2 separate regions of the Mus musculus genome follow, and region 1 is linked to region 2. Evidence: chromatin contacts called from public HiChIP or PLAC-seq data. All regions are on one chromosome and are shown on one strand. Each heading gives the region's core, a stretch centred on a gene start, on an enhancer-like site or on the middle of the called end of the contact. The rest is flanking DNA. Distances are from core to core; before and after follow the strand shown.

Region 1 (3,358 bases), core at 409-2,908, 240 kb before region 2:
TACTCAGCTTGCACAGCGCTTATGTTTGACCTGTGAGATATAGGCCCCAGTTTCTTTTCCCTGGGGAGCAAGTCTCCCTGTCTCCTGCTAGTTGTCCCCTAAGAACATCCCCACTCACTTGCTATTGACACAACTGGTCCTGGCCTCATCGCTATCCCGGTTGCTCCCTTTCATGTTCTTGGCTCTCTCAGTCCAGAGCCCCCCTTCCTTTCTCCAAATATCCCAGCCTCCTTTACTCCATGTGACCTCCGCTCTCTGTAGGACCCTGGGTCTATATGTACATGGCAGATTTTAATCTTTGACACAATATTAAAGATTATTAAAATGATAAAATGAATGCCAACCGCGGGCTCCAGGAAATTAAATTTTGAGGTGCGAGTGGCAGATTTCTCCAAAGAATAAATCTGTGATGGAGGATACTTTTGGTATCTTCTTTGGATGACTGGGTCTTGACATTTTACTTAATTAAAAATTATTTGTTGTGACTGTAACTTCCGTTTCAAATTAAACCATCAGACTTCCTAATTTTTCGGTCCGTTAGTTACGTTGAATCCCAGTTTTCGGCACTCATCTTTATGTACCTCCCTGGGATTTTGTTGGTAGGTCAGAGGGTGCACTTAGGTCAGTGCCTTCTGAGAAAATTAAGAGCTGAGTGGACAGTCCTGGGGTGGGGTACAAGTGTGTTAATTTCTTATTCAGGAATCCTTACCTGCATTCTAGAAACAACCCTTTACTCTGAAGAGTAGGAGAGTGAAGGAACCAGTATCCCCTCTGAGTTCCAACCCTGCTCCTGTGAGCTCCCAGCTCAGAGGTGCTCATGTTGACTTTGAGTAAGCCCTGGCTCGTCTCCTACTTACGCTTTCATGTATTAGAAAGGTTGTATGGGGGTGGGGGAAAGCTCAGTCATTAAAGTGCTTGCCTTGCAAATATAGATCAATCACCCAGAAGCCATGTTTAGAATACTGGGCATGGTAGTGAGCTCTCATAGTCCCTCTGCTGGAAGGCTGAGAGACAGGTGGATCCTCAGGGCTCACTGGTCAGCCAGGCGAGACTATTAGCATGTTTTAGGTCAATGAGAAACTCTCATTAATTGTTTAAATGGAAGATGCGGAAGGAACAGCGCCCACAGTTGCCTTCTGGATTCCTTATTTGTAGGTACAACCTCAGCCACACGAAAGAGGGATGATGACATTTTTCATACTCTGTTCATGAAAGATTATCAGGAGGGGTCAGGCTCAAGTCAGCACCATGTCAGGGTGCCTATTACAGAGCCCGTGTCTGGTGAAGATGGTGACAACTCTGCCAGCAGCCAATCATCTTACTTTCAGGACCATTGTGCCATGGCAGCCTTTTCTGAGGATGCTTCAAATACCCCGTGGAGCCCAGGGAAAGGCATCAGGACTCCAGAATGCCCCAGATCTTAGAGTAGCCATATGTGGGGCACAGATGTGTACAGTTAACAGCTCTACTGTTTCTCTCACCCCTTAAATCGGGTGACTTAACCCGCGGCATTTAGCTACTGCACTCAGAATCCTCCTGTTGCCGGTACTGCTCTCAAAACACAGTAGGGCAGGCTCTGAGCCAAGTCTTGGGCAGTGTCTGCCAGGATTGTCTGAAAGCCAATAGGAGTCTCTGAGCCAAGAATGGTTGTTGGCCCAGAGAGACCACAGGGCCTCCTAACCAGTAGGGAGGGGAATCACCGCCCATAGTGTCTCATAGAGAAGAAGGAAAATAGACACTGAAGTCAGCATAATTCCCGGGGAGTTCCAGCGAAGACTGGCAGATAAAGGCTTGGGTTCTGGAATCTTAGGTCAGATTGCTGCCTCAGAGCACAGAGGTGACACTCCCAGGGACAGACGCAATGATCTCATTTTGCTCTGTAGAGACATGGATAGGAATCACAGCATTCTCATCTGACCAGGTCTGAAAGGCAGCCTCTGTTTACAGACAGATGTCTGACAGGACCAGCCAGCATGATGTAGTGATGTCAAGAGAGCCTACACAAGAGCAGGGGGGAGCCATTCAAACAGAGCCTTCCTCTGTCATAGTTGGAACCAATCTGCTAGGTCCCAAGGCTCCAAGGCTCGTATTACAAACTCCTTATTCCCCTTTCCCTGCCTCAAAGAAAAACGGTATCATTGTGACAACCGCAGCACACACCCTTACCTGCATGAGTCTTTCCTTGTATTTGGTCTGGAATCCTATCAGCACACACTGTAACATCTCCTTCACGCTGGAACTCAGTTCTTTAGTTTTACCTTGGAACTTTTTTTTTCTTTTAAAAATAATTTTCCAATTTTTATTTGGACACTTGACACGTGAATATAATGAATCTCGGTCTCTTTTTATCCTTTGACAATTTCATGTATGTATATAAAGGGTTTTGGTCATTTCCTTCCCCTTCCAGACACCCCGTCATCTTTCTCCCCCACTGAAACTTCCCTTCCCAATAACCCAATTTGATGTCTTTTTAATGATTTATTTTTGGGACTCACCAAGTTTAGTTAGGGCTGTGTGCATAGCATGGATGAGGGTTATTTACTGGAGCACAGGCAATAGCACCCTGGCAGAGAATGACTCTTCCCAGCGACCATTCACTGTCCACAGTCTTCCAGGGAGGGGACGAAGCCAATAGGAGTTGGGATGCCTATTACAGAGCCCGCGCTCCCCACTGTGCCTGATGGAGTGTTCATCAGCCTAGTCCTTCAGAGGTCAGCACAGCTACAGCGAGCTCATGACTGAGCCCTCAATAGATATGTCTTAATCATTCTTCTTTTTCTGTTTTCGCTTGCTTGTTGGTGATAGCCTATGTGTTGAAATTGTGTCCAATCTACATGTATATGTTTATTTATGCTTGTGGTGGCTGCAGGGGATGGGATCAGAGGACAACTTGCAGGAATCAGGTTTCTCCTTCCGCTACCGGATCTCTGGGATTGAACTAGGGGCATCAGGCTTGGTGGCCGAGCCTCTCCTTGGCCCTGTGCTTATTTTCAAGGTTTACTCGGGGTAGTCTTCTTTGGAATTCTCTCTTTTCACAGACAATGTCTTTGTGTTCCTTGCCCAGAAGGGCAACGAGAGGCAATGGAGCATCCTGGACTTGGCTTGGGAAACTGTGGACCTGAAGTTTGGCTCTGACTCTGCCTGGTTGGCAAGCTCCTTGTCTGCAGAGCTGATTTGCTCCTCTATAAAATGGTGCAATAAAACTTACCTCACTTCACCTAAGAGGCCATGGGGTGTGGCAGAGAACACAGGCTATGATGAAGCCAAAACAGTGGGTTCAAGTGTTGAGTCTGCCTTTCACGAGCTAACTTTGTATGAGTTCTCTCATCTCCCAGGGCCTTCCTTGGTTTCTTTACCA
Region 2 (3,160 bases), core at 583-3,082:
CAGATGGACAGGGGCCAGTGCAAGGAAGGGAAGTGTGAAAGGCAGATTCACTCAGATGGGCTAAGAGAAGCAACCTGTGCGGAGATGAAAAGCAAGCATAGACAAGTTTAAGTGTGTGTGTGTGTGTGTGTGTGTGTGTGTGTGTGTGTGTGTGAGAGAGAGAGAGAGAGAGAATGAGAGAGAGAGAGAGTGAGAATGAGAATGCATGTGTGCCCATATTCAATTAGCTGTGGAAACAATGGAGCAGCCTTGGATATCTTCCTTGGTGGCAGCTGCTCTCCACTTTTGGTGCAGGGTCTCTCACTCTCACCTGGAAATTGCTAGTTTACCACTTTGCCTGCTGAGCCATCCCAAGTCAGGTGACCAGAGCGGGTAACAGGTGGCAGGCAGGGAGGTGGCAAGATATGACCCTATCCCCATAGTTTGTTGAGACATGGTCTCATTATTCAACCCCGACTTTCCTAGATTTTTACTATGTGGAGCAGGTTACTTGTGAACAGAGATTTGCCTACCAATACATGAGTGCTGGGATGAAGGGCTACCTCTGTTTCCTGAGAGTGCTGCAATTGAAGGCAGGTATCACCACACTCAATAGTCAATAGTGGTGTTTCAGCCTGTCACCTTGGAGTATTTGTCAGAACTCACGTCCTATGCTCCTGTGTTACGGTGTTTTTTCCTGCAGGGTCCCTGATGAAGATGCCTGGTGCAGAGCTATGTGCCCATTTATGGCACTGGCTATATAAGAGGGTGGGCTAGTAGACTGGTCACTTCATTAAAATCTAAATTCTTGGGCCGGAGATATGGCAAGTATGGTTAAAGCAGTTGTCAACTGAGCTCAGATGCCCAATATCCTCCCAGTATCCTCCTAGTATCCTCCCAGTATCCTCTTAAGAAGCCAGGTATGGTGGCAGATGTTTGTAATCTGCTGTGACAATGGAGATGTGAGACTGGCTGGTGCCTAGGGCTCACTAGCATACACAGCGACCCTTGGGGGATTAGAAGCCCTGTCTGCACAAAGGTTGATGGTTTCTGAGTAGCAATAACCTAAGTCATCCACTGGCTTCCATATGCAAGTGCACACATAATGCATATAAACACTATGTGCACCTTCACACACATGAAGGCAGTCACGCGCACAATTATAAATAAGAAAGCTAATAAATACCTTGTACAGATGTGCTTGGCTGAAGAACCCAACTACATTAGATATACATGCCTCTGCCTGTATGAGCTTGGCCATCTTACCTGCCTTCTCTGGGCTTCCACACTCTAATTTGTAAGCACACCAAATTGTCTCTCCCTCCATGGGCAAGTAGAAGAACCAAAGAAAGATGATAACACCCAGCATATGCAGTTCTGTGCCTTGCTTGCCCTCTTTGTAGTGTAAACCCAAGATGGCGAGCGGCTCACTTGGTCTGCACATAGAAGGGGATTGAGAAGACAAGTCTCTTCCCTTTGTTTAAAGCATACATGTATGGTCTGTAAGAAACAAATCAGCATAACCAGAATGCTCTCAGCCAGAAACGCCTCCTCCCGTTCCTTGCTACAGGTTGGCTCTTGCCAAGCCCAGAATTCCTTTCTTCTTACCCCAGTTGCTCAGGAGTTCCCTATTAATGACTAGGCCAGACCTTTTAATATGGAACATTGTATTTTTTTTTTTCTGGAACTTTTGGGCTTCTGCCTTCACAGCTGAATTCTGGCCAATGACTATTTATAACAGGTAATTTTATTCCAGAGTCTTCCCAAAGTGCCCAAGCACATGCACAATGACTTGCTGTGCCCTGGGTCCTGCTGAGTCTTTCTTCCCCGGGCCCCTGCTGAATCAGACTGGGCCGGGCCATGAAGCCCCTCTTTGTTTGCCTTCTGTCTTCAGTTGCTCTGAGCTCTGCCAACTTGGAGCAGTGGGAGATAGATGGATTTCGGAGGAAGGAACTGGAGACCGTTTCCCATCTAACTACCTCCCTTATTGAGGGAGGAGCAGAGGACAACGTGGAGGGGTCTAAGTGGAAAAAGCTTTCCACTACATAAAAAGAAAGAGGAAGCGGGGTTTCAGTGGCATTTTGCCAGGTTCCAGGAATGCGCCAACCCTGGGAATTGGCCCCTGGCCAGCCCCCTCAGCGGCTGCTGACTTGGGAAAACGGGCTCTTTGGTGGCTGCCAAGAATGTAGACAATGGCCTTTTGGATAGCTCAGCTTTTGAAAGTTTGGCTTTTGTTTTATTATCACCAAAGGTAACATTTATTGGGCACCTATGTATACAGGCCAAAAGATAAAACGCATGATTAGGAGTCCCTGTAACTTAACCAGGCAGAAGAGCCAGGGTCCAGGCTAATACAGAAAGCCTGCATCCAATTAGGATCTAATCCTCTACTGGGGCATGCTGCTACCTTAAATGTGAGTGCTGTGCTACCCGGGATTCTAGAATTAAAGTTGGTTTTAAGTGTTAAGCTGAGCTATAAATGAAGTAAGTTTAGTCCATTGTCATTTGGTTGAGAAAAATCTTGGTTGTAGATCAGGTGTGTCCTGATTGAAGGAAAGGAAAGATGCCAGGCTCAATGCTTGGTTTAGGACAGAGTAGCCCTGATCTACATTGAACACTATTGTCAGGAAGGGAAAGAGAGTAGCAAGTTACACACACACACACACACACACACACACACACACACAAACCTTTTAATATGTGATCTACTAGTAAGGAGTGGTGGTTATGGTATTATTATTTATCAAGATTTATTTTTTTGTGATTTATGTGAACTTTTTTTTTGGTCTGTGTTTGTGTTAATATATTCTATATGTGCGCTGGCACTCATGGAAGCCAGGTGTCAGATCCCAGGGGCTGGGGTTACAGACAATTGTAAGCCATCCAATATGGGTGCTGAGAACCAAACTTGAGTCTTCTTAGAAGAGCAGTGATTACTTTTAACTGCTGAGCCATCTCCTCAGACACTAAATGGTGTTATTTTAGCAATAACTGATTTCATCCTGTAAGGAGTCTATTGAAATGGCTCACTAGGTAAACTTGTCACATAAGCATGAGAGTCTGGGCTCAGTCCCTTCAGAAACTCTTAAAAGAGCCCAGCCCCAGCACTGGGGAGAGAGGCAGCAGGACTTGCTGGCCAGCCAGTTTTACTAAGCCCATGCAGTCCAGGTTCATTGAGAGA

Evidence for each region. HiChIP or PLAC-seq counts read pairs in DNA pulled down with a chosen protein or histone mark.
Region 1: an H3K4me3 HiChIP or PLAC-seq map of neural progenitor cells shows a contact between it and region 2, with 6 times the contacts expected there. The contact joins two enhancer-like sites. A contact is called at or near these places in 4 of 484 Hi-C or Micro-C datasets (the HL-1 cell line, cerebellar granule neurons, cerebellum and 1 more), 4 of 115 datasets of contacts at active chromatin or transcription factors (embryonic stem cells, neural progenitor cells and stem cell-derived neural progenitor cells) and 1 of 9 other capture datasets (embryonic stem cells).

What each region holds. Positions count from the first base shown.
Region 1 is chr1:126,923,956-126,927,313 of GRCm38.p6, reverse strand. No RefSeq gene overlaps it. Among named protein-coding and RNA genes, the nearest start is that of Nckap5, 95 kb to the right of the region's middle. Within about 2 kb of position 1,658, at least 61 of the 459 cell types and tissues checked have an H3K27ac peak or open chromatin away from gene starts, as enhancers often do. A contact at or near this core is called in neural progenitor cells and stem cell-derived neural progenitor cells, where this site is marked.
Region 2 is chr1:126,682,888-126,686,047 of GRCm38.p6, reverse strand. The region is part of intron 2 of Nckap5 (NCK-associated protein 5); the gene reads left to right. Among named protein-coding and RNA genes, the nearest start is that of Nckap5, 150 kb to the left of the region's middle. Within about 2 kb of position 1,832, at least 66 of the 459 cell types and tissues checked have an H3K27ac peak or open chromatin away from gene starts, as enhancers often do. A contact at or near this core is called in neural progenitor cells and stem cell-derived neural progenitor cells, where this site is marked.